Linked DNA regions of Mus musculus: all the other regions are linked to region 1. Evidence: chromatin contacts called from public Hi-C, HiChIP or PLAC-seq and promoter capture Hi-C data. All regions are on one chromosome and are shown on one strand. The core of a region is the stretch at or near the end of the contact, and the rest is flanking DNA. Distances in the headings are between cores, read along the strand shown.

Evidence for each region. Promoter capture Hi-C pulls out the DNA fragments that hold promoters and counts their contacts. A called contact is a pair of places that touch in the nucleus more often than the background predicts. HiChIP or PLAC-seq counts read pairs in DNA pulled down with a chosen protein or histone mark.
Region 2: a contact with region 1 is called in a promoter capture Hi-C map of neutrophils. The contact joins the enhancer-like site here to the promoter of Serpini1 in region 1. A contact is called at or near these places in 3 of 39 promoter capture datasets (cranial neural crest, neutrophils and pre-B cells), 1 of 484 Hi-C or Micro-C datasets (cortical neurons), 4 of 115 datasets of contacts at active chromatin or transcription factors (embryonic stem cells, memory CD8 T cells, regulatory T cell precursor and 1 more) and 1 of 9 other capture datasets (liver).
Region 3: a Hi-C map of muscle stem cells shows a contact between it and region 1, with 1.6 times the contacts expected there. The contact joins the enhancer-like site here to the promoter of Serpini1 in region 1. A contact is called at or near these places in 10 of 39 promoter capture datasets (the 3T3-L1 cell line, the C10 cell line, cranial neural crest and 5 more), 9 of 484 Hi-C or Micro-C datasets (B cells, cerebral cortex, embryonic stem cells and 4 more), 10 of 115 datasets of contacts at active chromatin or transcription factors (bone marrow-derived macrophages, embryonic stem cells, hepatocytes and 2 more) and 2 of 9 other capture datasets (embryonic stem cells and liver).
Region 4: an H3K4me3 HiChIP or PLAC-seq map of bone marrow-derived macrophages shows a contact between it and region 1, with 3 times the contacts expected there. The contact joins the enhancer-like site here to the promoter of Serpini1 in region 1. A contact is called at or near these places in 2 of 39 promoter capture datasets (the C10 cell line and pre-B cells), 2 of 115 datasets of contacts at active chromatin or transcription factors (bone marrow-derived macrophages and embryonic stem cells) and 1 of 9 other capture datasets (adipose tissue).
Region 5: a Hi-C map of bone marrow-derived macrophages shows a contact between it and region 1, with 4 times the contacts expected there. The contact joins the enhancer-like site here to the promoter of Serpini1 in region 1. A contact is called at or near these places in 3 of 39 promoter capture datasets (the C10 cell line, cranial neural crest and pre-B cells), 2 of 484 Hi-C or Micro-C datasets (the HPC-5 cell line and bone marrow-derived macrophages) and 1 of 9 other capture datasets (liver).

The regions. Positions count from the first base shown.
Region 1 is chr3:75,553,834-75,559,856 of GRCm38.p6, forward strand. Serpini1 (serine (or cysteine) peptidase inhibitor, clade I, member 1) reads left to right here and starts at 3,660. Exons shown (of 9, transcript NM_009250.3): 1 at 3,660-3,809. Pdcd10 (programmed cell death 10) reads right to left here and starts at 3,019. Exons shown (of 8, transcript NM_019745.4): 1 at 2,889-3,019.
Region 2 is chr3:75,911,547-75,917,569 of GRCm38.p6, forward strand. It overlaps Golim4 (golgi integral membrane protein 4), which reads right to left. Exons shown (of 16, transcript NM_001291069.1): 2 at 29-103. Among named protein-coding and RNA genes, the nearest start is that of Golim4, 42 kb to the right of the region's middle. Within about 2 kb of position 2,390, at least 12 of the 459 cell types and tissues checked have an H3K27ac peak or open chromatin away from gene starts, as enhancers often do. A contact at or near this core is called in neutrophils, where this site is marked.
Region 3 is chr3:75,857,901-75,863,923 of GRCm38.p6, forward strand. No RefSeq gene overlaps it. Among named protein-coding and RNA genes, the nearest start is that of Golim4, 96 kb to the right of the region's middle. Within about 2 kb of position 2,366, at least 19 of the 459 cell types and tissues checked have an H3K27ac peak or open chromatin away from gene starts, as enhancers often do. A contact at or near this core is called in muscle stem cells and myocytes, where this site is marked.
Region 4 is chr3:75,832,419-75,838,441 of GRCm38.p6, forward strand. No RefSeq gene overlaps it. Among named protein-coding and RNA genes, the nearest start is that of Gm25846, 120 kb to the left of the region's middle. Within about 2 kb of position 3,398, at least 47 of the 459 cell types and tissues checked have an H3K27ac peak or open chromatin away from gene starts, as enhancers often do. A contact at or near this core is called in bone marrow-derived macrophages, where this site is marked.
Region 5 is chr3:75,295,113-75,301,135 of GRCm38.p6, forward strand. Wdr49 (WD repeat domain 49) reads right to left here. Exons shown (of 14, transcript NM_001370850.1): 13 at 2,994-3,140. Among named protein-coding and RNA genes, the nearest start is that of Serpini2, 28 kb to the left of the region's middle. Within about 2 kb of position 2,604, at least 51 of the 459 cell types and tissues checked have an H3K27ac peak or open chromatin away from gene starts, as enhancers often do. A contact at or near this core is called in bone marrow-derived macrophages, where this site is marked.

The sequences.
Region 1 (6,023 bases), core at 2,410-4,909:
CCCTGCTTCAAATATAACTTACAAGAAGTGCAAAATATAAGTTCCTCTGAAATTAGAAAGTTAGTTTCCCAAAATCATCTTCTCTCAAGGTTGTATTAAATCCTGGGTATAACCACAACCAACCAACTAAAACAAACAAACATAGGAGAGGTTTATACTCAAATCTTGGCTCTAGTCCTTCCAAGACTTTAGCAATGCATTGTATTCTTCTGAGTCCCAAGGAGTAAATTTACTTCTAGTTTTGGTGTCCTTAGCTACAAGGTAAGTGAAATAATTGTTTTGAAGTTAAAATCTAAGGGAAGAATAGAGTCCATAAAAACCTTCTTCCATATCTATATTTTGTTATAATGAATCTTATTTGCTTTTTAAAAAGGCAGTAGCAAGGTTTTCTAAAATGCTAAGTTACACAGAAGTTTTGCTGTAAAAGAAAATAAAACTCCCTTATACTAGACAGGTGGAAAGTTGGAATTTGTAAAATTGTCCCCAAATCAGGAAGAAACTTATATGAGAAAAAAAGGTGACAGCTGAGAATAAGTTTGGAGACATTCAGGAAATTGAGGACAAATTAGTAGCATTAAACAGAATAAGGAGATAGTGACATCTGTAATGGTCAGTCTTTTTCTTACATAAAATAATCGAAGTTTGAACACAATATTAAAACCTATAGTGAAAATACATGGATTAATTATAAGCTGATCTTTTCCAGGTCATATGACCTTGGGAAAGTCACCTAGCCATTCCTTTTCCATTCCCCTTAGCCACTCAATTATTCTACCAAGACTAAAAAGATAAATAATATATAGACCCTGTTCTTACAGACTACTCTTTAAGAGAGAGATGGCTCTTTAAGGAAAACCTCCAAAGTCCTGCAATGGATAGTGTCTGAGAGTTGATGCAAAGCTCTTTAAGGGAACAAATGTGGGCAAAGAGAGCTGCACACTACAGGCAAACATCCGATCTGTGAGCTCTAGCTAGAGCCTGAAGGATGTTCAAAATCATCTTCTCTGTTCATCTCACTGTTCATCTCAGCACTTACACTGTAGTGACGATGAAACAGGACAGTATGATGGGCCTCAGAGATACAGACAGAGTTGGAGTAGGACTAAATCAAAGACAAAACTTTTTTTGTTGTTAAAAAAGTCCTTCCATAACCAACACAGCTGTGTGCCACTTAAAACTTATTTCATACCTTTCCCAGCAAACAACAAATGTCCACACTGTCATCTAGAAAATATATTAGCATTCTTGCTTTACCAGCACTGACTTACATATGGCCCACTCAAATTAATGCACTTCAAACTCCACTTCAAAACCAATTAATCCCAGATAATTTCCCTTTTGTTAGTGACTTTTCCCTTACTGTGACGTGTGGTGTTACATTATTCCTGATTTTGCTTCATTTTATGGTACCACAACTCTCCATTTTCTTTAAAAGTCCCCTTCAAACAAGACCATTTTGACTGGTTCTTCTGATCCCAGAAACAGCTTTGCATTAAAAAAAAATTAATATTAATCATGGCAAGCAAAGCACATTCAATATATAGCATATATACTTACAGTACATACTATGTATTTATATTTTAATTTACATAGTAAGCCTGCAGTTCTTTCCATTCAATATAGAAGCATCATTTTTATCATTCATTAACATTAAATAAGAATGAATTAAAACTCACTGATGATGCCAAGAAAAGAAAATATACAAGTGTATGTTTTACTGTCTACACATGGAGTGAAGAAAATGAGAGAAAAGTAAAAACCTGACCCCCCCCCCCAAAGGGTCACTTCTTGTAATGAACATGGTACAATTTCTCCAAGATTCTGCACTTAATTTTCACTTAATGAAAGCATGAATATCTGTAAAGTAAGTTCTGTGAAAGTTTCACCCATAGTTTTTGAAAATGGTAAGAAAATAGAAATGAAAAGGACTATTCTCTTAATGGCAACACTGAGCTATTCCTAAATATTATCTATCCTTTAAAAATGGCGTGTGGAAAGTGAGTGTTATCATTCAGTAGACCCCAGAAAAAGGGGTAAAGATCTAAGCTAAAGCGATCCTTCCTGTTTTACAGAACATTAGAGAGGATGCTTTGGCAAAGCTTCCACTCCACGTCAACAAACCAACTCTCTGCACCTCACAACCGTTTCTGACAAACAGGCACACTACTTTGCAACTTCTTCTATCTGCTTCCAGTACTACCACCCACCTCCCCACTCTTTCTTCCTAAGCCGACAACTCTGGTCAGAAACTGGACTTTCGGAGGACTAGACTCTGAAGATCTGTGTGACCTTGGGCACGTCATTTGCTTCTACAGTAGTCTCATTAGCATCCCAAAGTGAAAGCGCTTCGAGGGCACTTGAGAAGTATACATCCATCTGACGTATTGGAGTCAAGAGGCACAAACCTTCCGAGTTAAGAATCACCTCCTCAGAGAGGAAATTGGAACTGAGTCGGAACTGTCAACACTGTCTCTCTTCTTCCCTCAAAGGGCATAACCCCAGCCACACCGGGAGGCGACTCCCGGGCACCCACGCTCCCTCCAGGCCTAGCCAAGCTTTAGCCTCACCTGCCCGGGACCTCACCCCACCACATCCGCCCCCTCGGTCAGTGGAGACCCGGGAGGCCGACCTCACCCTTCCCCTCCACCCAAACCCACAGCGGACTTCCTGGAGGCGCCGGGCCGGGCTGGGCAGGAGGCATTTACAAACCCAGCTTTCCGCAGCTCGCGTAGAGACCTCGCTGACGCCCACAAGGCCCGGCTCCCCACCCGTCCGCCCCGCCGGCCAGAGCCTAGCCTCAGCACCTCCGCCTCGGTCCCCGCCTGACCCCAGGCCGCTCTGGCTGCCCACGGAGCCGTGCGGACCCGAACCGAGAAACCTCGCCTTACCGGCAACTGAGGCACGGACTTCACTTCCCACCTTTGGAGCCCTCTTCAACTCCCGGATCAATTCACTCCGGCGACGCCGGAAGGACCCGAAAGGAACCAGGCGTTGTCCGGAATCCTGCCCAGCAGGAGTCGCGCAAGGCCCGATGGGGATTTGTAGTTCCGCCCTCCATTTCCGTTAGCACTTCCTGCAATAGTAAGACTACATTTCCCAGAAGGCTGTGCGAGAACGCCTTAGGCAATAGGTGGGGACACTTCTAGCAAATCAGAAGAGAGTTCCCTGTCTTTGAGGGAGGGGAGGAGATGAAGAGAGAGCGCGCCCAGAAACGAGGGAGGGCGGGGCCGAGTCTCACCTGCACCAATCAGAATGAGAAGATAGCCCACAACGCCACGCCCACCGATGGGAGGTGCCCTCGGATGGGTGTAAAGAAAAGGGCGGGGGGCCAGAGGTAGCAAGCGACAGGAGGCTGGGCTGAGTCCATGGGTAGGCGGGGAGGAAGGCTCTAGGGGCTAGACCGGTGGGCTCCGCCTACTCCGAAGCAACAGTACCCCCATACCCCCAAAGGACAGCCCACTCCCGTGTTCACTGGACCAGCCGGCTAAAAGAGCTAAGCAGGACCTGAGGAAGGGCCAGGTGCGATGCCAGAGGGGAGAAAGTCCGAAATGAAGGGGTCAGAGCACCAGGAACTAAGAGACCTCGGGTACCGCTCTGCGCCTAGGCTGCGCAGATGGCAGTGGGAGGAGCCGCAGCCCGAGCTTCGGCCAATTAGAGGCGGGGAAGGCGGAGCTTGAATCTCAGAAGAAGCTTCAGCTCAGCCTAGTCTGTAGTTTCCCTGGAGAGAGGCAAGAGCAGCATCCGGAGCAGTCTCAGCCTGCCCAGCATCCTCTCCAGCATCCCGAGCGGGGATTGCAGGTGTGAAGGAGGTAAGCGTGGGCGCCACTTGCGGGCTACAGCACAGCAACCTGGGGAGGAAGGCATCTGACAATAGGAACGCCTGGATACTGGAGGAAAGAGTGCTATGTTGACTTAGGATCGCGGTGCAAACCTTTTCAGTACAATTACGTACAATTACAGACTTTGGTAGAGAGAGAGAAAAAAAACAAAAAACAAAAGGTAACTCTGCCTGGGATATTAAGGGCGTGGTTAAGGATTTTGTTTTGAGTTGCACCATTAAAACTGGTCTGGGAGATCACAAGATTGAAGAAAGCCCTGCTAATTGAGTACCAGGTGGATGGTGTCAAGCTAGATGCGTAGCTGTTAAAAAGGCAAAATTGGCATTGATAGAGAACCACTTTGTAACTGTTTCACTAAGAAAATAACTTTGTCCTCTTCAGTGCCTGACGCTTGTGTTAGTTTATCAGATTGTCCTGCCACGGACAGTCTATCCAAGATAACCGGTTGTATTGCAGGGTCTTTGGATTGCAAAAGATATGGGTTAAAGAAGCAAATAATAAGATAGGATGGGTTCCGGCTAAACCTATCCTAAGTATAACTTTTACCAGCATTAATGAGAAAATAAATTGAAATGGGTGGGTATTTGGCTTTTCCTTCCTGCTGGCGCTGGAATATTGAAACAAAGACCTGGGTTTAGCCTACAACGGGAACATATGGTGTACTTCCTCGCTGCTTCTTATTCTCTCATTTGTGTCCGGTAACGTTTGTTCGTGTTTTAAAAACAGGAGTACAAGGGAACTGTGTGGAGGAGCTTTCCTCTATTGAAGAGAGTATGTGTAAAATGATAACCTTTAGTATTTTATAATGGGCTCTCATTTTAGAGGTATATAGTATCACACAATAATAGTTCATTCTCATTGTGTGTATACTCTTTTGAATGCTAGTAATACATACGGGTGGAATTATGTTGTAATACTTGTTATGTTAGGTAGTCAATCCTACCTTTGCACCTATGACAGATTACAGCCTTTTGGGTTGGAAAAGTACTAAAATTCTACGTGCTTAGTTCATTTTTTTGTTGTGAAATAGTGTCCCAGATTATATGCCTGTTAGTCATGTAGCATATTGCAGCATACTCTGCTCTGAAATGGCTTTCTTGTGACAGTTGACTATTCCATAGGGTGCCAGAATACTTGAGATTGTTTAAAGAGGGGTCAATAAGATCCAGAAATCACCTTCTATTTTCTTCTTTTGTCATACTATTCTGGTTTACTGCAAGATTTTGAATTTTGTTTTTGCAGTGCACACAAGATGCCTTCTAAAACTAAAGTGGCTCAAAGGTATTCTCTCCATTACTTAAGGTTCAGTCCTACTAAGTGCAGATACTGATGAGAGATGCCCACTACTAAATTAATTAAATCCTTTTCTCCCACATTCTAATACACCAAAGACCTGGGCACACAGAGAAATCTTAAAAAATAAATAAATAAGCAAAACCAAGAAATATCTAGGCTTAGATTAAGCAGATCATGTAAGTATTCGAAAAAAGCTATAGAAGCCACTAAACTTAGCAGTGACAGTAAGGATGGATGTTATCTTTGGTATACTACTAGAAACCTATTAATTGGCATAGCCATCTGGCTATGTGATCTCCAGAAAATGCTTTTGGGAGAGAAAATGTGATCTGGTGGTTTAATAAAACTTGGAAAAGGTTGTCCTTGCCCTTGTTATGTGTGATGGTAGGTGCATGGTCCTGAGTCCGTCTTAGATGTTCAGGCTCTTTGCTGATTCACTTGGAAACTGAATACCTGTTGTCTCTGGTTATTCCCTCCACACACACAAAAAAAAGATAATAGTTAATTATGTGACTGGCAATGAAGTTCTTTTAGAGCCTTTGTAAGAATGACCTTTTGAAAGAATTTGATGGAAATCAGTAAATAACAAAGAAAATAAATGGATAGAAAACAATTTACATGAAAACAGCTGAAATGAAGATGTTTTTAAAATCTCATCTAACTACATAAATAGTAGGCTCTGAGATATCCTAAGACTACAGACTCATTAAGAATGAATGAGATTTCAATTTTAAAATGCCTAATATTCCCCTGTTTGTGAGATCAGATCCATTTAGGAATGTCAGTGGACTAAGTTCTTGTGTTGTTTTGGGAATAAGACTTGTGTTTCTATATGAGAGCAAATTGTGAGTATATCATACTTGGACAGTTATTTCACCTTGAACTCTT
Region 2 (6,023 bases), core at 1,140-3,639, 360 kb after region 1:
ATCAGGGCACAAGCTCATATTGTCTTACCTTCCTTTGCTTTCTTGTGTTCAAGCCTTTCTTTTTGCAAAGATTTCTCTAATCTTGATCTGTGTTCATATACAACTGGAAGAGAAAGAGTTACATTTGTCAGGGAACTAAAGGGTCCAGAGTAAAATTAGCAGCAATTTTTAAAACTTAAAACAGTATAGGGCACACATCCTATTAAAATAAAGTCATAAAGGTTCACATTTAGGGTAAAGAAAGCAGGTAGATCTATTTAAAGATCCAGATTTGGGGCAAACAATACACATGTAATTAGGCATGATTCTGGGTGGACTCCCTAGTAACACTTACATGTCAGTTAGCTAGAAACTTTTCCCTCTGCTCCCTCTGTGTCTCTGCGAGGTCCACTGTATCTCTTCCCAGGCAACTGTGTCCATTTGCATGACTTCAATTGCTGGCCACAAAGCAGTTGCTCTCTCATCCACACGCCCTGCTCTAACATCCCTGGTAAGTTACCGGAGAGAATTTCCCACTCAGTATCCCTGATCTGCAAGGTTACTGTGTTCTGCATCTTCACCAGTGTGAGCTAGACCAATTGCCATCAAAACCGAAGCAGCACACCAGTAGAGTATTGGAGCCCACACATAAAAGAGACACAAAGAAAGAAGAGGGAGAGACACCCCAAAGAACCTCTGAAAGAAAATGCTCACAAAGAGTCAAGTTCACTAACCACGATAGCAAACTGATGTCTATTCTGGAGGGATTTCCTGCCATCTCTGCGTTCTGCTTATAGATACACTCTAAAGAAGTCAGGTGGGCGGAGAGAAGGGAGGAAGAGATACTGTGGACTGAGCAAGGGAACAGTGCTCACCACAGCTCTTAATGCACTGATGGATGGACATCTGCAGCAAGCAGAAGCTGCAAGTGAGAGAAACTTCACCTTGGAGTGAATGAAATATGATTTATTCAACCAGACTAGATCAGATACAATAATCGGCAAACCAGTGACATATGTACCAGTTAGTATAAGCTATTGAAAAATAGTCAGGGGCATTTCATTTTGTTTTAATTCCCAGAGGACACTGAGAAACCAACAAATGTCTCTCGGACTGTATCTGGGAACGGAAGCCTCGGTTGCAGAGTGAGCAGGCAGTAAGGGCTGAGAAAGGGATAAATTCAATTTCAGATGTACCCTCCAAGTCCTGTTCCCTCAGCATTATGTCAACTATGATCTCATTCTCCAGCAAGCTAAGCCAATTCCCTTACTCCATTCTTTGATCAGACCCAAGCACCCCTTGGCTATATATAATTCCATCATCTTTGGTCAATAGCTGTCTGTGTACAACACAAGAACTGTCTTCACATAAATGGCTGCTGCCAAAGTTGTCAGGAGCCCAGGATCTCCTTCCTCTCTCCTGCAATGATTGCAGCTGCTGCAGGGATTGCCTGTTTCCCCTCCGCTCTCTGTCACAGTTTCCTGTTACAAGTGACCGGAGCTCTCCTTCCTTTGTCACCTAGACTGGTACTAAAAACCCCACCCTGAATGATTGCTGGACCTGGGCAAGGAAAGGGAAAGGTAATACTAGTATTTATGATATGAATACTGTTTATCCACTGGCGGTAATATTACCCTATTTCTTTTTACTCGAAAAATCCCCTTGAAAAGACCACAAGGAAGCATTTTCCTCCATTTCATTAGAATCTGGAAGCCCATATATCCATAATCGTTCATAAGTATTACAGATAAGAAAGACCAGGTAGGGTCTTTTTGTCTTTCTAGAAAACGTGATCACAACACACACACATAGACACACACACATAGAGACACATAGACGCACACAGACACACACACACAATTATTTCACCATGCATTTCTCAGGCTTTTGAGCTGGCAAACTATCCAGTGGGTTTATTGTTTCTGTTGGAAAATAGACTGCTAATCAATCCCTGTCACTCATCTCTATTTTCCTATTTATACTTTGAAGGGCATTAGTCAAGATGAGCTAAGGCTACACAATGGCAAAGAATGGATATTCTCACAGCCACAAGCAAGTCTAGTAGGGGACTCATCTCCCAAGTTTGTTGAAAGAGGATATACTATTTTCCAGGCAGTAAAGAATGGAAAAGGGGCTCATTTCCATTTAAAACAAAACAAAACAAAAACAGAAAGGAAAAGCTCACAGGGATTTAAAACAACATTCAAGAGCTTCCTTCAACCATTTGGCATTTTAACACCAGCTTTCATCTAAAAGTTACAAAAGAAATGCTGTGTGCATTCATATCTGGGTGAAAGACTATTTTCAGAAGTTCAGAGCAAAACACTCCAACTCAGAACAGAGAAGCAAATCTTCTCAGCTGGAGAGAGAGAGTTCAGTGGTACGAGCTTGTGTTGCTCCAAGCTTGTGTTGCTTCGGCAGGGGACCCACCCAGGTTTGGTCACCAGAACCCACAGGATGCTTCACAGCCATTAGTAACTCCAGTTCCAGGAGATCAGCACACCCTTTTCTGCTCTTCACAAGCACCAAGCATGGTTGTGGTCCATCTACACACCAGCACAGAAAACCACTCATATGCATAAAATAGATAAATATTTATTTATTTATTTATTTACTTACTTACTTATTTATTTATTTTAAAAATAACATTTAAAAATCCTGCAGAAAGCATCACCAAATGTCTTCACTCCTTAAGCTCCGGGGATGGGGGCAACAGTGCTTTGGCAGTACCCACAACAGTCTGTGATTTTTTTTTCTCCTCTCCAGATCTGACTCCAATAATCTACCATTTTACCTTTATAAAACAGGGGCTAAAGCTTGGATGAGAGTCACATATTCACCTGGTAGGTTTATCATTAATCACATTTTAAACGAACAAATCTGTAGCAGCAGCAGCAGCAGCAGGTCAAAAAAGTTTTGATTACCAGTTCTCAGTATGCCGAGAGAGCAAGGAGCAGTTATTAGATGTCTACTTTCATGTTAGACCAGCTTCTGTCTCAATCTAGTCAGAGAGATATAAAAGAGTCTAGTAGCTTGAAATCAAATTGAGATTTACAACTCTGTGAGCAGGAAGGTTCTGGGAAGTGTTAATTGCCCCTCTTCCGTGATGGCAGAACTATTCCCCCCATTAGCACATGATGATATTCCTTCCTTCCCTTACTGTGTTGGTACGCGCAATGTACATGAGACTGGGCTGTTAAAAAAAACATTAAAAATGGAAATTTAATTCAAAGCAATACATATCTCTCAGAACAGAGTGGTTTAAAAGGCTTTTGAGTAACTTCAGTTCTAAAATCATTTACTTAGGATAATTTGTATGTGAGTGTGTGAAATTCACATTCCTATCCATCCTATGGATGTGTGTGAGTGTGCATTGAGAGACAAGGCAGACAACAGGAATCTTCTCTGATAGTTCTCTGTCTTGTTCTTTTGAGACAGGACCTTTCTCTGAACACGAAGTCTGTCTATTGAGTGAGGCTGTCTGACTAATGAAATCTAGGGGATCCCCCTGTGACACTGGCACTGTGGGTATATCAGACATGATCCATGGCTCCTGGCTCTTTTTCTGGGTTCTGAGGAAGTGAACGCGAGCCTTCATGTCTGTGCAGGAGGTACTTCGCCAACCGAGTTCTCTCCCCAGGCCCATTACGATAGTTTAAGAACTACCTTGACCTGTAGGACCAGTGCACTATAGTACAGAAGATGGTGAGTCAACAGGAAGATAACATTACAGATGAATTTTCTAGTATCTTTCATTCTTGCTTTTGTAATTATACTCCATACAAAGTCTGAGCATGAATACAGAAAATCTTAGAAAATCCACAGCAAATGAGTACCTAAAGGAACAGCAGAGACGCCTGACAGGTTTGATCCACACACTGGATCTTCCCTTCGGCTCCCAGGACAGGGAGAGGGCACCAGTGAAGCAGAGATAAGGTGCTTCTGCCTGGTCTCCCTTCTAGGTCAAGGATGTCATCTCACTCCATCCCTCGAGCATGCTGCTAAAGTTTGGATTTTGAATGGATTCCAAGATCCATAGGCTCAAAGCTCAGTCCTAGAGTGACACCAACGGGAGGCAGTGGAACTTTAGCAGGTGTGACCTAGTGAGGGTCCCTCAGTCACTGGAATGTTCTGTGAAGGCGATTTCTACTTGTTCTTGGCTACCAGTAAGAAGTTATTTTCCCCCCACCACATGCCAAAAAAAGAGAAAAAAAAAAAAGAAAGAAAAAACCAACAACATACAAATAAACAAAAAACGTCAAAACAAACAAGAACAAAGAAAAAAAAAAGCAAACAAAAAGTAGGGCCAAGCATTGTAGTCTGGGACTTTCAAGACTGAGCCCAAGCAAACATTTTCTCTAGAAAAGCTAATTGTCTCGGGTATTTGCTGTGCTGGCATGAAGGTAACATACATATCTTCTATTACAACCTTCCCTCCCTGGGGTATAACTTATACTTTAATTTGGTTGTTATCTAACTCTCCTGCGTGTTTAAGACCCAGTCTTTGGGGTAAGGCCTTCTCATGTCTTCCATTCATATTCTCAGTGATTCATTTATTATTCCTCTCCCAGCCCCTAGCCTTCTTGCTTCTCCCTGAATGTGGGAGAACCACATTAACCCAGCAGAACACTCTTTTTTCTTCACATATCTGCATAAATGGGTTCTGAGTTCCCTTCAGGTTCTCAGGGCTGGGGAAGTGGCTCAGTGCACAGGAGTTCTTATTGGCCTATGATGCGCACCCATCTGCAAACCACTGAAAGAAACAGAGGCTGTGCTGGCAGACTGTTTGTGGAAAGTCTTCAAAGCTGAAAGAGAAGGTCCAGCTGCACAGGAGTCTTGCACTGTACAGGGCAAAGCTCCATTTTAAAACGCATGCATGGTTGTACAGGCACAGGGGTTAGAAGTGTACAAGCTCTGACAATCGAAACAAAAGTTACTCCAAAGAAAAACATATTGTATATAGACTTTATGCAGGTACCTTCTTATCTCAGCAGTAGTAGGATTTCAGCCCGACTACTTTAAAGTATTTCAAGAAAATAATGAAGACAAGAAAAATAAGAAAGAAGTAGGTAAGTGAAGGTGGGGCCAGAGGAGTTGTTTCTAGACCTTCAAAATGATACAGAGATACACACAAACCCCCTTAAGTTGGGGTAAGCATATGTTATGGTTTGAGTGTAAAATGCCCCCAACAGGCTCATGGTGTTTGAACAATTGATCTCCAGCTGGTGGTGATGTTTTGAAAGATTGTGGGGTGTTAGGGAGCAGAGAAAACTTCAGAGAGCATCCCCACATGCTGTCTGCTCTCAGCTTCCATACAGGATGTACAATGTGCCTAACTGCCTTAAGTGCCTGTTCCCAAGGCTTCTCTAACATGCTGGGCGGTATCTCTCTGAGCTATCGGCCAAAATAAACACTTAATTCTTTACGTTGTTTGTCTTCAGATATTTGGCTCCATCAACAAGATAAGTATCTAATTTGGAAGTAAAGGCACAAGGGTTTTTATAAAGAAACAATGGATCTATGTGATTGAAGCAAGCATAAAAGTCAACTTTCATAATCATCTAACTATTTTACGCGTATTTGCCTCCACAGACACTTTGCATACTTCTACCAAAAATACTAAAGTTCAGTATTCAAATACCAGTTCTTATGTGGTTTCTATATAACAAACGATATTTATTGATTGCACACTATGTTCCAGGCATTGTTCTGACACCTGGGACTATGGCCACAAACAGATATATTTTTGTAAGTCTGCCTTCTAGAAAACAGTATTCTTGTCTGACTGAGACATAGACATGGTGAATAGTGAACAAAATAAATACTATATTATATGGTAATTGAAACAGCAAGATAAAGAAAAAATACTGAAAGATATTGGAAGTGTGAAGAGGGATGGGGAGGCAGGTTTCTCCTTAAGAAGGATTCATTGGGGGCGTGGGGGCTTAAGCCTTTAATCCCAGCACTCGGGAGGCAGAGGCAGGTGGGTTTCTGGGTTCGAGGCCAAGCCTGGTCTACAGAGTGAGTTCCAGGACAGCCAGGGC
Region 3 (6,023 bases), core at 1,116-3,615, 300 kb after region 1:
GCCACCAACAAGTAGCATAAACCTGGTAGCTGATACGAGGCCCCCAACACATACATAGCAGAGAAATGCCTGTTCTAGCCTCAGTGAGAGATGATGCACCCAACCCTCAACAGACTTGAGGCCCCAGGGAGTGGGGAGGCACAGTGGGGTGGGAGTGGGTGATGGAGATATCCTCTTAGAGGTGGGAGTTTGGAAGAGATATGGGATGTGGAACAGTCATAGGGCGGACCAGGAGGAGGGATAACGACTGGACTGTTAAAAAAAAAATTAAAGAAAAAAAAAAGGAAGAAGATTTTTCATTACTTGCTCAATAACAGTCAGGTTCGCAAAGGAACTCATTTATACCCCTTAAGGAGTAATACTCCAGCATGCTTGCACAATATATATCAATGAAGTGTGTGCTTTTATCGTTGGTCAGTGAGGACAGTAAACAAAGTACAATGGTGTGAAACTGGAACAAATCTTAATTGTGATGGTTGGCATAGGGGGACAGAGATGCAGCTGCACAGCTTTTCTTCACAGTTTTATTATGTAAGAAAATAAACTACTGTAGTCCATACTTCTCTCCATATTCAGATAAAGTTTCCAAATCAATGTATTAGTATTAGCAGAATACCATGGAGGGACTAATCACTGTGTGCTGATAACTGTCTTAGCAAATTCTCTAGGATAGTGAGCCACCTGTAAGCACACACCAGGCCTCAGCTGCTATCCTAAGGTGGGCTGATCTTCTCCTGTCTCTTCCACTCCCACCCTGAGCACTGTTTCACATCCTCTCAGCCCTACCACTCTGGACCTCCCTGTTGGTTTATTTCAGCACCATAAACAGAGCAAACAACCGTCTGTTCACAGCACTGCAGCATTTGAAAGATTGTTGGTTCTCTGTGAGCTAGTGTCCTCTTTTATTCATGATTTCATTAAGTCAGGACTCTGTCCTCTCCCCCCCTGAGAAGTTTTAATTAGTGAATCCGGGCCCTTTGGAAAAAGATTGAAACAGGCTGAGAAATAATGACCTATTATCTACTAGATAATAACAGCTTGAGAACTAGGGTCAATTTTGTTCTTTATCTTCCCAGGAAATTCATCTCAACATCTCTAATGTGCTAAAAAACATTTTTTCCTTGAGGGTGAAGAGAGCTATTAAGCTCACATTCTCATTCTGTAAAGTTGAAAGCACTTAGTAGAATTAGAAGGGGGCAGTTTCCACAGCCAGACATCTGGACCTAGATGGTCGTATGTCCATACATGGAGAGAGCAGCCGATAAAGCACTTTCCCGAAACAATCATTTAAGTTGCTTAGAATCAAAAATTGCTATGAAGAAAATGGAGGCAAAGCAGGCCCATTGTTTTAAAATCTTTAGGAGTAAACTTAATTTCCTCTTTGAGTATGTCATAATTATTAAAAATGTTAATGACACAAACCATCCTAAAAATGCCTTTACTCCCAAGGCTTTATATCACTGAATTACACTCCTCAATAGGGAACTCAACGTCAGCCACAGATGTTTAAATTTCTAAAGAAATAATAATTCTGCCTTCAGTTTTTATGAAGTTTCTTTTCACATTTGAGCCAAGCATACACATCCAGAGCCATGCAGTCTAGGCACATATTTTAAAGCAGTGTATACTCAATTCAACCCAGACCCCTGACCATGTCACAAACATATTATGGGAAAATTCTCTCCAATTTCTTTGTCAAGCAAGAATTTAAGAGATTCTAAGAGGATATATACACTAAACTGGATATGTAATAAATTAATCCATCCACAAAGCAGGTCTTACTCGAGTGGGAGGAAGGGATGTTTCATTCAGGAGCCAGTATGTATGACTGTGTCCTGGAATACAAGTCACCTCAAATTCCATCTTCCAAATTGCTAACAGGCTTGTAAAGTTTTTGTACATACAGAAGAAATGAGAGTCACAAATCAAGACAGTTTTCAAATACTTCTGGTGGAAACATTAGTTGGGTGATATTCAAGTGAGGAAATCTCTGCTGTAGAACTCAGGTGCTATGCAATGTGGTCTTCTTGGGGTTGGAAGAAGCTAGTAGTGTTTTTACATTAGTACATGCAAAGTTGGTGTACCCCAGAGTATAATCACAAGGATATTATGGCAGAGACACATAGTCAATGAGTGGGTAAAGGGTTAGCTATAACTCAAGACAAAAACTTGACACTAGGTCTGCGACATTCCAACCCTCCATAGTGACAGAAGTCCAGTTAGTCAATCCACCTTGTAGAATCTTTAACACAACTGTGGCCTCTTTTATTATAGCTACGTCAGCTCTCGCATGTCTGAACACTTGGTACCCAGCTGATGTTGTTGACTGTGGTAGAATCTTACTGGAAGAAGTGGATGACTGGGGCTGGCAGGGAGATTTCATGGCCACACTCCACTTCCCACTTCCCCTCTCATCTTTGACTAACTAGCCACTGTCATGCCTGCTGGCATATGGAAAGCATCTACTATACCCTAAGCCAGAGAAAATCTGCTCCATTTAAATTTCGTCTTACCAGATATTAGGTCACAGCAATGCAAAATATTGTGAATACAACCAGAAGAAATCGTGAAATCTCATGTTTTTATCTCTATTCTGGCATAAGTATCAGTATGTCTCCCATGTCTCCCACAAGTATCTTCAGACACACCCCTAGTAACTTGCTTACCCCAATAATTTAAACACAGTTTAAACTACCATTTTGCAACCTTACTTCACCCGGGAAACCCTTCCTCCCACAGCACTCTCCAACCTGCCGAAAGACGTGCTGTTTATAGCTTTCCTAATTAGTACTTAAGGATAATATCATCCATTACTCTAATTTTATGAGAATTTATTGACATCCTTTTGGCGGTGACTATAAGACTCACTTTCAGATAGCAGATGTGATAGAAGAAAATTGAGACACATTGAGGCACGTGGGGAAGGAATGTGAGTGTGCAGCCTTACCCCGGCTGAGGACACTGTTGAATTGGAGTTAAGGAACATCTGGTCCGTCTCGCTGTAGTGAAGGGTAGAACCCCCGCCCTCAGGACAGCTGCACCACAACAAACAGACTGGCTGGATTACAGCCGCCCTCTGTGGCAGCCGGATTCCCACGCGTCTTCCTTTCCTTTGGCGGTTACCCAAGTTTACTCAGTCCTCCCTCTCCATCACCCACACACTACTGGTCAACATGAACAGCAGAGGGCTGACCAGCACTGAGTGATGGATTCAGAGCCACAGGACACTTCTGATCACCCGCCCTCACCCTAGGTCCGTTGTGAGGACCTAGCTCTGTCTAGGTTAGAGAAATACGATGAAGGCCACTCACCAGCTCTGGCTAGTGTACTTCTGTCTGTTGCTGCAGATGGTCCAGGAAGTACAGGTGGCCTGAAAGATCAACAGTTAACAAAGGGTTATCTTTAGAAACAGAAAACTATAACTGAGGTGTGCTCAAGATAACTGTCACATTTTACCTGGGACAGTATCATTTTGGATGAGTTCTAAGATGAAAAAAAAATCGGACGGTTTTTATGACCAGTAAATATCACAGGACTTCATGTACAGAACTGAGCAAACCCGCACATGTCAAAACTCCATCAATATTATAATACACTTAAAGTATTTACTGTGTGCATATTATTTCTGCTTTTGTTGAAATAGGATCTTTCTTTGGAGTCCAAGCTTTCCTAGAACACACCGATGAACTCAGGCTAAGCAGGACAAGCATGCTTTAAACTTGTGATCCTTCCTTCTATCTCTACTTGCTAAATTTGATTAACTTTAAAACAAAAGACAAAAACAACAAAAATATATCAGTATACTACCTGAGAAAAAACTACTCACTAAATTTATATTGGTCCAAGAGCCCTGCCAATAAGAAAACCAGAATATGCCTCAGTGCTTAGAAGCCCTTATGGCTCTTGTAGAGGACCTAATTTCAGGGTGCAGCCCTCACAAGGCAGCTTACAACCTACTGAACCTCCAGTTCCAACGGATCTGGTGCCCTCTTCTGGCCTCTGGCGGCACTACAGGCACAGGGTACATAGACATACGCAGGAAAACCCAGATACAAAACAAAAACATATTTTATTTTTTTAAAAAGTCTTCTGTAAAAAGAAAAGAAAAATCAATTGCAGTTTACAAAACATTTGTAACTACCAAGCTACTTAGTGTTCGCCAGAAGCCACATGAAAATCAACATGAGGTCAAGAACTTCCCAGTCTTTTCCATGTTAGCATCATCACTAAACAATCACAGGCACTCGTTGCAGGCGCTTGTTGCCTTTCCTTTCCCTTCTGTTGCTGTTGTTGAGAGATCCTGTTGTTGCGGTTGTTGATGATGATGATGACGACGACGACGACGACGACGACGACGACGACGACGGTGGATTCTCCCCACCCCTAGTGTACACACACACACACACACACACACACACACAAGCTCTACCATTACTGCATTTTTTTTTTCAGTTTTTTCCTTTCATTGGATATTTTCTTTATTTACATTTCAAATGTTATCCCCTGTCCAGGTCTCCCCTCCGGAAACTCCCTATCCTATCCCTCTTCCCCTGCCTCTATGAGGGTGCTCCTCCACTCATCCACCCACTCCAGTCTTCCAGCCCTGGCTTTCCCGTACACTGGGGAATTGAGTACCCTAAGGCCATTTATGTATATTATTTGGTTGGTGGTCCAGTTGCAGGGAGCTGCCAGGGGTCTGACCAATTGACACTGCTGTTCCCCCAATGGGGTGGAAACCCGTTTCCCAGCTCCTTTAGTCCCTTCTCCAACTTTTCCACCTGGGACCCCATGCTCAGTCCACTATTGCAGATGCCAGGAAGTGCTTGCTGACAGGAGCCTGATATGGCTGTCTCCTGAAAAACTCTGCCAGAGCCTGACAAATACAGAGGTGGATGCTCGCAGTCACTGCTACATTTTTAAACAAAGTATGTTTTAATAGGCTCTCCTTTCCCTATCTCCTCCATCCCTGCTACCCCTAATCCACTTCAAGTCTCTGCTGCACATGTCCTTTGGTCCACCCCATCCTCCCTTATCACCTAATTACCTCGCTCCTCTTCGTCTCTTTGTACTTTAGGTTTTATATCCATTTACGTACAATTTCTATATACACAATATTACAAACTCAGACTCATTTGTGAAAGAGAATATGGTTTTTGACTCTGACCTTTGGTCACCTCACTTAATATACTTTTAAAATCCATGCATTTTTCCCTACAAATAACATGATGCTTCCCCTTTCAGTGAAATAAAATTTTATTATGTACATGCACCCCCTTTTCTTCATCCATTCACCTGTTTAGGCCACTTTCCTCACTATCCTGAAAAGTACAACAAGAAACATGGATGTGGGTTTGTTTGGATAATGTGACAGCCAAAATTATGTTTTAAATTTCGATTCCTCTTCCTAAGAGGTTCATAGAACAAACAATGCCTCTAACCTGTAAGCCCCTTGCACAAGGACAGACACTCTCTGAAATGCTGGAGGCTACTGTCTATGTACGATAACAAGCCACATGTTCCACTCCTCTAAACAAGTTTGTATGACCCAACTGCACCTCGTGTGCTTGTTCAGATGTAGGTGGGTGGTTTGTAGGCAGGAAATATGTCCAGATGTATGCTGACCCCTGATTGAACATAGACAGGAGGTATGCAGGCAAAAAGTACATCAGAATGTATGTATGCTTGCCCCTGGTTGGACCAAGTGGGCTTGCCTTTGTAACCCTCCGCAAAATGGGACTCAATGCCATTTTCTTGGAACCCCAGAATAGACTTGTCCAGAGTTCATCATTTTAGCCAGTATTTAATTAAAGCTTGCTGCAAATTTGTCTCAAAGTTGACATAGTGATCTTATTCCCAAACAGTGGGATTACTAATATATGCCCAGGAACAGTATAGCTGGGTCACAGGAAGTTCTTTCAGTTTTTGATGAACCCCCAAACTGATTTCCATGATGGCTCTGCTTGTTTTCATTCCCCACAATTGTGAAAAAGGTCCTCACCTGCATTTATTGTGATACCATAAGG
Region 4 (6,023 bases), core at 2,148-4,647, 280 kb after region 1:
ATTGGGGAAGAACCTCAAGCACATAGGCATAGGGGAGATTTTCCTGAAAAGAACACCAATAGCTTATGCTCTAAAACCAAGAATTGAAAAATGAGACCTCATTTCAATCAACAGATACTGGTGAGGATGTGGAGAAAGAGGAACACTCCTCCATTGCTGGTGGGATTGCAAGCTTGTACAACCACTCTTGAAATCACTATGACAATTCCTCAGAAAATTGGACCTGAGGACCCAGCTATACCAGTTCTGGGCATACACCCAAAAGATGCTCCAACATATAACAAAGACACATGTTCCACTGTGTTCATAGTAGCCTTATTTATAATAGCCAGAAGCTGGAAAGAACCTAGATGTCCCTCCACAGAAGAATGGATATTGAAAATGTGGTACATTTACACAATGGAGTACTACTCAGCAATTAAAACAATGACTTCATGAAATTCGCAGAAAAATGGATGGAACTAGAAAATATCCTGAGTGAGGTAATCAAGTCACAAAAGAACTCACATGGTATGTACTCACTGATAAGTGGATATTAGCCCCCAAATCACAATGCCCAGGATACAACCCACAGACCATATGGAGCTTAGGAGGAAGGATGACAAGGGTGTGGATGCTTCAGTCTTGCCTTGAGGGAGGAGCAAGATGAACAAAGAAGGTGGAGGGAGAGAAGAGAGGAGGAAATAAGGGGGGAGTATCAGGTACTGGAGGGGATGGGAGAGTGGTACAGAGGGTCTGTAAAGTGAGTAAAAATATGTAGTGGGGGGATGAGGAACTGGGGACAGCTAGAGAAAAGAAACACCAGGGAAAAGAGAGGCTCCCAGGACCCAACAGGGATGACTTTAACAGAAATGTGCAGAGAAGTGGGAGATAGAACCTATAGAGACTACCTTCAGCAGATGGGCATGGCACCCACCCATCTCAAAAATTTTAACTGAGAAATGTTCCTATTCAAAGGAAGAAAGGGGTCAAAAAATGGAGCAGAGACTGAAGGAAAGCTCATTCAGGACTCCCCCACCTGGGGTTTTATCCTGTCTGCAGATACCAAACCCTATACTATTGCTGTGATCAAGAGACACTTACTGACAGGAACCTGGTGTGGTGGTCTTTTGGGAGGTCTGACTGACAACTGATCAATGCAGATGTGGATGCTTGGAGCCAAACCTCAGACTGAGCTCAGGGACCCCATGGGGGGAGCTGGTGGAAGTACTGGTAGAGCAGGGGGGGATTGCAATCCCATTGGAAGAACAACATAGGCTAGCCAGAGAGCCCAGTGCTCCCAGAGACTAGACTACCAACCAAGGAGTGTACCGGGAGGGATCAATGACTCCTGATACATATGTAGCAGAGGATGGCCTTGCCTGACAGCAATGGGAGGGGAGACCCTTGGTCCTGTGGAGGTATGATGCCCCAATGTAGGGGCATGCTGGAGCAGTGGGGTGGAAGAGGGAGGGAGGGTGCTGGAGCATCCTCATGGAGGCAAAGGGGAGGGGGCAGAGGGTGAATGTGGGATGGGGGATTTGTGGCAGGGTAACTGGGAAGTGGGATATCATTTGAGATGTAAATGAATAGAATGATTAAAAAATGTTACAAGTCCAGCCCAAGAGGTTACATGTATAATCCTGTTTATGCAATATTTGTGAAATGCCTAAATTTTAGAAAGAGAAGGCAGACTAGGACTTGGAAGGAATTTTTGAATAGGGCAGTAAGATATACTTATGTACTTATAAAAGAACAAAACAAATGAGTCCTTTTGGAAATGTTGTGAAACTCGACTGAAGTCCTGAATATAGAAGCATACACACATGATATAATTGTGTAAGATTTAAAACATATAAGTGTATGTAAAACTGAAATTATAATCAAATCAATAAATTATGTCAGTACACTGATTGTAAAATAAACAAAAAGATGCATGGGATGAGGTGCATAATCTTACATGCATCTGGAAAGGCAGAGGAAAGATAAATAGGGATAGAAGACAAATTTGATCACCTGTGACTGACTTCAAAGAGAGGACTGGGAAACAGAAAAGGAAGCCATGCTGTGAACTTCCCAGCCACAAGTCCTGTACTAGACTTTCATGCATGAGTGTCTTCTTGACGTGGCAGGACCCTTGCGCTCATGAATTCACAGAACAAGACCTGTACAGCACTAAGTCTGTTAACATTCTAACGTGGTTGGAAGAGTGCCTTACCCTTAGCTATTGGCAGCTGATGGCTACTTGTGGACAGACAATAAATTGTTTTTAGGAGCCTGGCTATAGGTGAGATGTCCCCCACCCCCAACCCCTCAGAAGACTCCACAGCCATGCACCAAAAAGGCAGCCTTAGCTGTTTGGGATAAAAACAAATGAATCAATTAATTAAAAATTTACAGGAGGATTTGATGATATGGAGATATAACGGGGAGGCAATGGGTGATGACTGGAAGGTGGGTGATGGTGTGTAGAGAGCATCAAGATTCATTATGCTCATGCATTTCAAAGAACAAATAAATAATAGTATAAACAAACCTAACAGAAAGCAAAGTTATGTGAAAAACAAGAGATGGTGACAGGTACTTTTCATGAAGTGCAGTTAGGCCCCATGAGAACCACCGTTGAGAGCATGGGGGTTTTCCAGTATGAGAAACCACCTACCCAGAAAAAAAAAATCAGTAAGAAATGAGACTGAGGTGAGGGGTTAATCACCGATGGTTCCTGTGTTGGTTTAGAATCAAAATTGCTTCTATTTAAGAACCTGTGTGTGCTTTCCTAGCCATTTCTAAGGGAAGCTCAAGGGCCATAGCCTCAGGGAGAACTGATAAAATCCAAAACTCATCAGAGTGGTAAAGATACCCAACGACTCCAGCTCAGGGTTCTAAATATAGTGGACAAAGCCACACTTCAGCCAAAGAATTTTTAAAAAATAACAGCATTATTTTATTTGATTTTACCACAAACAGGTCTGGCTTCCACATTGGGAGCAAGTTATTTTTCTGTCTTAGCAGGAAGCTGACAGTGCCGATCTATGCCTCAGATAGTGGAGTTCTTCAACACAGAGGTCATGGCTGAAACATGAGTGAGACAGACATCATCCTTGGCTCAGGCAATGCCTATTCCAACACACACATGCTCATCTTCTTGTCCTGCAGCTCATGAACCTTGCAGAGCTTTGTCCCAGGAGTCCTCCTGGGATGGAGCTTCACAAAAGGTAGTTTCTAACAAGCTGTAGACGGGAACATGAACAGCGAGAGACAGCTGCTAGCTGGGAAAGACGAGCAGATGCAGGGACAGAGTTGTCCTGTTCTGGGACATCTGTGAGGAGTCTGTTCTCACTTCCTCTTTCTTCCCTCCTGCAATGATCTCAGTGCTTATGAGGACACACATGTTTCCAATGAGCTTTCAGCTGGCTGCTATGTTACATCCAGGCCCAGTGCCAGCAACCTCATAGTGACTATGTGAGTTTCCTTGTAAGGATTCTATAGTCTCCAATTGACTCGGAGTAGATTGTGTAATCTGAAAATTGGAAATAGCCAAAACTTGATATCCCAAGTAAGGACACTAGACAAATTGGGAAAGAAAGACATGAGAGGATGTCTTAAGAAGAATAAAGCATCTTTGTTTGACCACACAAGGGTGACACATGTTGATCTCCTTTTCTGGTATTGGAGAGAGAGTAAGTGGAACAGCCTAGTTCTTCTACACCCTCCCTCTTATCCCCTTACTCAGATAGCAGTCCGTACAGCACCTGTCCACTTTAATCCGATCTTAAAATGTTGGTTGTTACTACTGACAGCAGATCAGGCTCACCCACTGATTATAAATCCTACCCTCTTGACTTTTGGGCACACACAGTCCTTTCCTGTGGCTTTTCTCATCATTTTCAAACTTTCCCTGGGCTAGACTCCATTCAGTGGATCTTTCTGACAAAGCTTGATCAGTCATAGGCCTGCACCTTTTCCCAGGGATGATGTCATTTAGAATACAAGGACTCTGGAGACTTGGCCTTCCAGAATGAAATGTCAGGCAAAGGTGCATCCCACTGGATGCTGTGTTTGAGTGAAATGCCATTGTTGCAACCTAGATATTTCTAAATTTGCAAGCTAAATTTGAAAGTCAAGTATTTTGTGACCTTTTCTGGGAGACATGAAGAAATGTGTATTAACTCTAGGCTCTCTCTTCCACAGCCAGCCTTGGTAGGCTGAAAAAGATAAGGACTTAGCTGTCAGAGAGAATGAATTTCTAATGCTCTGTTATTAATAAAAAAGCAAATATTTTGGCTTGCATTTGAAGTATGAAGTAATACATCATGTAAATAAAATGTTTTTATTTTCTGGGATTAAAAAAATCTTACCATAAATTCTATAAGAGAAGCTCAGTGATAGGGTATGTGCCTGGAATGGGTAAGGACTTGGATCATACACACACACACACACACACACACACACACACACACCTCACCCCAACCAACTTTTTGTCATGCTCTTAGCCACCTCTAATAGTCCATCATCACAACAAACTAATGAAACAACCAAATTCATCTCTATCTGCACAGAAATGGCTCTATCTCAAATTACCCCTTCACTTTTCCTACAAAGAGTGACTGAGAAGGTTCATCTGCTGTCCATACTCTGGGCTTCTCTCATGATACAGCTTTCTGTTTCCCTCAGGAAAAATTGAGAGTCATATCCGAGAAGATAAGGGTCTGTGCTTAGCTCTTGCACTGCTAGGTGAAGTGTTAATCTCACTGAAATTTAGATGGCACAGTGGTCAAAAGGCCAAAAGAGTAGCAGATCCCTAAAGACAGTTAAAATCTGCAAGGTACTCCATCAATTTTCTCACTGTGTCTTTCCTCTCCATAAAGCAATTCTTCACAGAGAAGTCTGTTTGTCCTCCACATTCTGACTCTAGGAGTCTTAGGGAAAATACATCACATCCATTAAGGTCCAGAAAAAAAAAGTAACACAGGCCTTACAGACTTGTACTTGGATTCAAAGGGAGCACTGGCTGACCTGTGTCTCAACCACCCTCTCTGTTGTACCTTTGCCTCTGCTCGGCTCCTCTGCCTTTTCCTCCTCCTCTTGGGACCCTTTCAGTTGCTTCCTTCTCTATGATTCTTTTCTTCTCTCTTCTCATTCTAGACATAAACTATCTGGCATCTGATCCTTCCCCTAGAATTATAGACACCAAAAGCACAGATATTTATTCTGGGTAACCATCCTAAGAGTTTCTTTATTGTCTTAAGTTACTGTTTTCTGCTAAACATTTTTTTGTTTCCTTAAACTTTTGAAACCTGTAAAAATATTTTTTCTACAATAAGCAAAATAATCTAGGCCCTTTACTTTTAATGTTTTTTTTTAAATGTTGTACTATATAAGCAAGACTCGCTTCAAACTCCTTATTCAGGCAAGAATAATACTGATGTCCTGATCTACACTTCCACTTTCCAAGTGGTGGGATTTCAGGGTTCCATCCAAATATGACCCCTTAAGTTTGCCTCAAGTACACAAATCACTCTCATTGCTAACTTAATTGTTTTCTCTCTCTGAGAATTGTGTATATATCTTACTGGTTCTTCTTCCTTTCTATAAGTAAATTATTTACTTATTTCCTATACATAAATTCATTTAAACTGAATACATTATTTTGAATTCCAGTTATGTACAGGACTCTATCACAGGCTTTATAATGGTTAAGTATTAAAAAGTTATAAACTATTCAGATAGAAATATGTAACAATTAATTGTAGCAAATTATAATGTAGGAAATGCTTAAGAATGGAAGATTAATCTTAATTTAAGACAAATAATGGGATACACGTGCAAAAAGCTACCTGATAGCAAACTTACAAACTGGTCACACATCTTAAAAATATTGTCATTAATTTTAATTTAAAAACACAGGATGAAAATTAATTATAATTTGAAAGTTCTTTCAGTTGTAATAAAATAAAAAATTGGACACTGTTACTACCATTGTGAAAGCTAACCAGATTTATATATGTCTAAGGGATCAAGAGATGTTGTATAGTTATTTAATC
Region 5 (6,023 bases), core at 1,354-3,853, 260 kb before region 1:
TTTTTGTCCAGTTTCCTTCAACAACAGTACCAAAAAATTTCTAACTAGTCTTGAAATTAGTTGCTACTACAGCTTTTCCAGCCTCTAGTCACTGAGCAAGAGGCTTGCAACATCTGATTGTATCCTGATGGTGAGGATCAAACTTTCTCCAAGGAACTAAACACCCCTAAGCAGCAAGAAGTCTCATGATAAAGTTGCTCACCTTCCAGATCCCTAACATAAATCAATAGGAAACTAAACTAGGGGAGAATGCTTGCTTACTCAAGGGGCAGAGAAAGGCTTTCCTACCATGAACTCCCTTTTATAAACTTTATATAGATTTGTAAGCTTTGTAAATCCTCAAGGCAGAAAAGTGGTTAGGCCCTGCCTTAGGAGTTCCATCAGCTAAGCCCAATCTGAAGACTTTCCTAATGTCTCTAATAGTCATTATCTAATGGCTGTAACTGTCATTCCCAGTCCTGAGGTAGGAGAATAGCCTGGCCTTGCCCAAGGAGAAAAATATAATCCTACCAGTTCCTAAACAGGAAAGCCCACCAATTCCTGAGCTTGCCACAGGAACACACCAATCCAAGAGCAGGGAAACAACCAATCTTTGAGCAACACCAAGATCAAGACTTGAAATCCCACCAGAACTGGAAAGTTCCACCCTGAAAAGCTTAACCCCTAAGAAATACTATATAAGCCCTATTTACTGCTCATTTGACTGGTATCTTCTGACCTGAACAGAGGCAGCCACCCTCTTGGGTTTTCCCATCCCCATAAATGTCTTCTCTGAGATTTTTTGTGGGGGTATGATGATTTTTGTAGTATTCCCTGGCTCCTGACTGCCAGGATATTTTCCCTTCAGAAATTATAACATTTACAGGTTGAAACTCTTGATGTTATCTCTGTGTCTCCAACATCTACCACTGATAAAAAAGTATTCAAACTCTACCTTAGGAAATGCTCTGTACAAAAAGAGAAGGCATTCGATATTTAGAATGGGCTAGATACATACAAGAAGGAAGAAAAATTGAACAAAGCTATATGCTTTACATTTTCAGAGAATTGTGGAAAATATAAATTATTGTTCTCCATAAATTTCTTACTATTGCATATATTTTCAATATTTTCATGCATATATCAAACCACCCCCACACCCACTCAAAGTACAGACTCCCTGTCCATAAGGACAAACCAAGTATCCCTTCCTGATACTGTAGAACAGAAGTAGCCTGTCCACATACAAGGACTCTCAAGGCTGAGGATAGGTTTGTGCTTCTGGCTGCTTTTCTCTCCCACTGTTTGCCCTGTGCATTTTATGTCCTTGATGTCATGTTTTTCTTGCCTTAATTCTGCCTTCTTGTTCCACTCAGTGTCCTCATATGCTCATGCCAGTGCTTTGTCCTGACTCATGATTCAATTTTTTTTACTAGATACTCCCTGATTCTCTGTGTCTGTGATACATGCAAGAAGATAAATATTCTCTACATTTGTTTTTAATGTGTGTATAGTGAGCCTATATGTGCATGTGTGTAGTAGGCACATGTGTGTCAGTGTATGTTCATTAGTGTGCATGTCCATATGAGGCCCAAAGGTACTATCAGGTGTTTTCCATTTCCATGATTCACTTTATTTGTTGAGGCAGGGTTTCTTGCTGAACTCACAGATCACCATACAGCCAATTCTAGCTAGGCAGCTTCTCCTGAGGACTTTTTCTTGCCAACTCTCCTAATTCTTGGGTGCTAGGTTTATAGGCTGAAACGATGCACCCCCATCCAATGATATGGTTTCTGGAGATCCAAAATCTAGTTAACAGCAAATATTTTATCCTGGGACCCGTCTTCCCAGCACACATATCCATTGCTAACTTTAAAGCATCCTTTTAAAAAATAACAGAATGAAAAATTTGAAACCCCATTCCACACACATAAATAAATACTTATAAGAGAAATGAAGGGGAAAATGAAAGAAAATGAGCAAATTACAAATTTAGAAAAGAGGAAGTTTAAGAATCATCTAGCAAAGTGGTAGTAGAAGACTGGAAGTGACAGTTGTTCTAGATAAAAACTGAAATTTGAAATAATATATGACCAGTTGGTTCTCCTTTTTCACTCAGCAGGAAGAAGCTTAAATGTCACCTGGTGTGACTCTAAGAAAACAACTACTTCCTTCAAAGGTATTGTTCAAGAATGATATTGAACCCTATGTCAGACACTGGAAAAGTTTTGACACTGTGAGTCTCAGGTGACTGCCACGGAGCTCTGTCTGCTTTCAGTATTACATGTTGAAAACACTGCATTTCCATCAATTATTTTAAATGAGATTCCCTACAGTGCCCATATGCTTCTCTCTGTGCCTCTCCCATTTTCAGGTTATGTTGCCAGAATTCTCACAAGGCTTCCTTTGTAGGAAAGATGTTTGCACAGATCTTACTTGTCAAATGCTCTCAAACTGCACAGGCTAGAATAGTCTGAAAAATAGAGCACACTTGTGCACATGTTCTTTCGAAATCCTCAGAGATCATTCACTTGCATTTTTCAAGTTAAGCTTCCTTGTCCTCTCTTATTAGCCCTGCACTGCAGCTGGAGCCTCAGAGACAATGCACTTTAAGTAGCCTCTATTTATAGAGTCATGGGAAGAACAGAGTCAGATTGCCAGAGACTCTCCTCTAAATCTTTAGAATCTCATGATGTTTCTGTCTCTGGTATCAGTTTTGAAAATGAAGGTCATTTAGGGAGGAGAAGTATTCATCCATAGCAGATTCATAGTATCCAAGGCAGTCTGTTTTCAGAACACTGACACAATAGAAATACGCATTTCATGCACTGCAGCCTGTTAGCTCTTCTTTTTGAGAGCACAGAGCTGTGAATCTTGACAACCACAGCACTCTTGTTTCATGGCAACCTACAAGGCAAACGTGTTATTTTCCTGCTAGCCTCCTTTTACTTCCTTTTCCCTTAATTGAATCGTATGAAGAAAGAAAGGTGATTGTAGGCAGGCTGAGGACTTACTTTCAGAGAGCAGAGGAAGCTCTGGAATTTGGGATACATCCTCTTCCGGCCCTTCCTTAAAGTATTTGTCTGGGTCTAGAAGAAATGCAGGTTTCTTCACTTCAGGCAGCTCTTTCAGGGTTCTAAGGCATAAGGACCCAAACGTGCCTTCAAACAGATTTAAGGGAAGGAAGAGAGAGAAAGGACAATGTCATTAACTCTTTGAAATGAGCTAATGTATTCCCAAATTCACTTTTTTAAATTTTAACCTTCCTATTATCCAGAAGGCTCAACTGCAGTGATCACCACATCCCCTACTGCTCCTCAAAATAATCTCACAGGGTCCTTTCTGGTCAAAGGGACAAAGAGGAACTCATGGCTCCTTTTTTATTTGTCTTGCATTTTGTGTGTGTTCTACAATATTCCCTTGCAAATAAGTATTCTATAGTTTTGGAAACGCTTCAATCTCTCTTTTATCTGAAAGGAAATTATGTTCTTTGTGAGATGGAATATATTTTTTTCAGTGCTTCTTGAACAAAAATACCTAAATTTTTGAACTGACAGGTATTTTTTCCTTCCACTATAATATAAGCCAGACAGTGTTTTATTTATTCTGTGAAAAGTAAAGGGTTTATGTAAGACACGTGTCAAAAGCAAAGTTTTGAACAAACTGAAAAAAAGTTATAGCCTCATGTGACAAGTGAGTAATAAAAAAAATTAATAAACGCTTATTCAAGATATTCAGTTTTGTATCTATGGCTATTAGTCCTATGGAGGCAGGAACTGTGTTTTCCTATCCTGATGCACTTGGTCTCCAAGGTAAGTCCGGCTATTCTATTTTGTCACCCATCAGAATTATCACTCAGAGAGCATATTAAACCAGGAGTTACTATATACCACACCTGACTTCTGCCTTTTATCTGGAAGAAAAAGAGGATAATGGTACTACAATTTACATTTTTAATGTTTTCCATAATGCTCATAGTACTAGGTCAGTGGTCACTCTGAGAGTCAGGGTGCTAAGCCAAGTAATTGTGACAATTCATACGAATCCATTTCAGTTTTAACACCTCACATTCCTCATCAATAATTTACCAGGGTTTAAACAATTGGTGAATTCTACACTATTCACCCACTTCAAATATGCTTAACTTATGAAGTCATGTTTTGAGTTAAAATAACTAGTACTGGTTAAAGTATTGTAAATATAATATGTCATAGATCCCAGGCCAAAATAAATGTATGAAATGGACATTGTCAACAACTTACTATGTACATTTTGAGAGTAGTTTCATCAAAACTCCTACAGCCACGATATCTGCCTCATGAAAATTCAGCTATCAAATACAACTTTAAGAAAAAATTCTAGTAAGCAGTTTTACTCAATTTTATATCTTCAGAAATAATCTTCCTTTGTGCTTCTAAGAATTTAATATAACAATGATTCCATGTTTGAATTATCAACATAATCATCATAATCCTCATACAACATCATCATTTTGAAACAGGAAGTTTGTGGGGGTTGGAATATGCTTGGTCCATGGGAAGTGACACTATTAGGAGATGTGGCCTTATAGGAGGAGGTGTAGTCTTATTAGAGGAAGTGAGTGACTGTGGAAGTCACATGTGCGTGTGTTTGTGTGTGTGTGTGTGTGTGTGTGTGTGTGTGTGTGTGTGTCTGTGTGTCTGTGTGTCTGTGTGTCTGTGTCTGTGTCTGTGTCTGTGTCTGTGTCTGTGTCTGTGTCTGTGTCTGTGTCTGTGTCTGTGTCTGTGTCTGTGTCTGTGTCTGTGTCTGTGTCTGTGTATGTGCACATGCACTAAAGTCTGGCCAGTGTGATCCGGAGCCTCCTCCTGGTTTCTTACAGATGATAGTCTTCTCCTGGATGCCTCTGAATCAAGATGTAGAACTCATGACTCCTCTAGTACCAAGTCTCCCTGCAAGAATCCAGGTTTCCCATCATGATGATAATGGACTGAACCTCTGAAACTGTAAGCCAGTTCCAGTTAAAATTTTTCCTTTATAAGAGTTGCCTTGGATGCTCACAGTAAGCTATTGGATGGATCACAGGGCCCCCAATGGAGGAGCTAGAGAAAGCACTCAAGGAGCTAAAGGGGTCTGCAACCCTGTAGGTGCAACAACAATATGAACTAATCAGTACCCCCTCCCCCCTCCCCGAGCTCATGTCTCTAGCTGCATATGTATCAGAAGATGGCCTAGCCGGCCATCAGTGGAAAGAGAGGCCCATTGGTCGTACAAACTTTATATGCCCCAGTACAGGGGAACACCAGGGCCAAGAAGTGGGAGTGGGTGGGTGGCTGAGTGGGTGGAGGACTTTTGGGATAGCATTGGAAATGTAAATGAAATAAATACCTAATAAAAAACAAAACAAACAAACAAAAAAGAGTTGCCTTGGTCTTGATGTCTCCTATCAGCAATAAAACCCTAAGACAGTCATCTTATATTACCCAAAACAGTCTCAAATTCCTGTATTCAAATGACCTATCTTCACTTCCTAAATGCTAGGACTACAGATACCATTATTACAGGTTTTCGGTTATATTTTTCTGATCATTCAACAACTAGATGAGAATGATCCCCTTTTTCATATGGATTTGAGATTCCTGGAAGAAAAATAATTGAAGACTTATTTCATATTTTCTTATTTCATTTTTTGTTTTTGATTAAAATTAAAAGTTTTTAACTAATCTCTAAAAATTATATATATACATACACATACATACATATACACACATATGTATGTATGTGTGTATATATATATAGTGCCATGTGGTATTTTCATATATACATTCATTGTATGATGACTAAATCAATTTAAATGTATATACCAAAATACTTATTTTATGATGGAAATATTTCACAGTTATCCTACTCTACAATACCCCATGGAAACTTCTTACTTTTATCCAGTGTACTGTTGCTGTTGGTCAAGATTTCCCCATTCTTCCTCCTTATCCTCCTCCTCCTCTTCCTCCTATTCTCAACTTTCATGAGATCAACATTTTTAGATCCTTATCCAACTGTACTGGAGG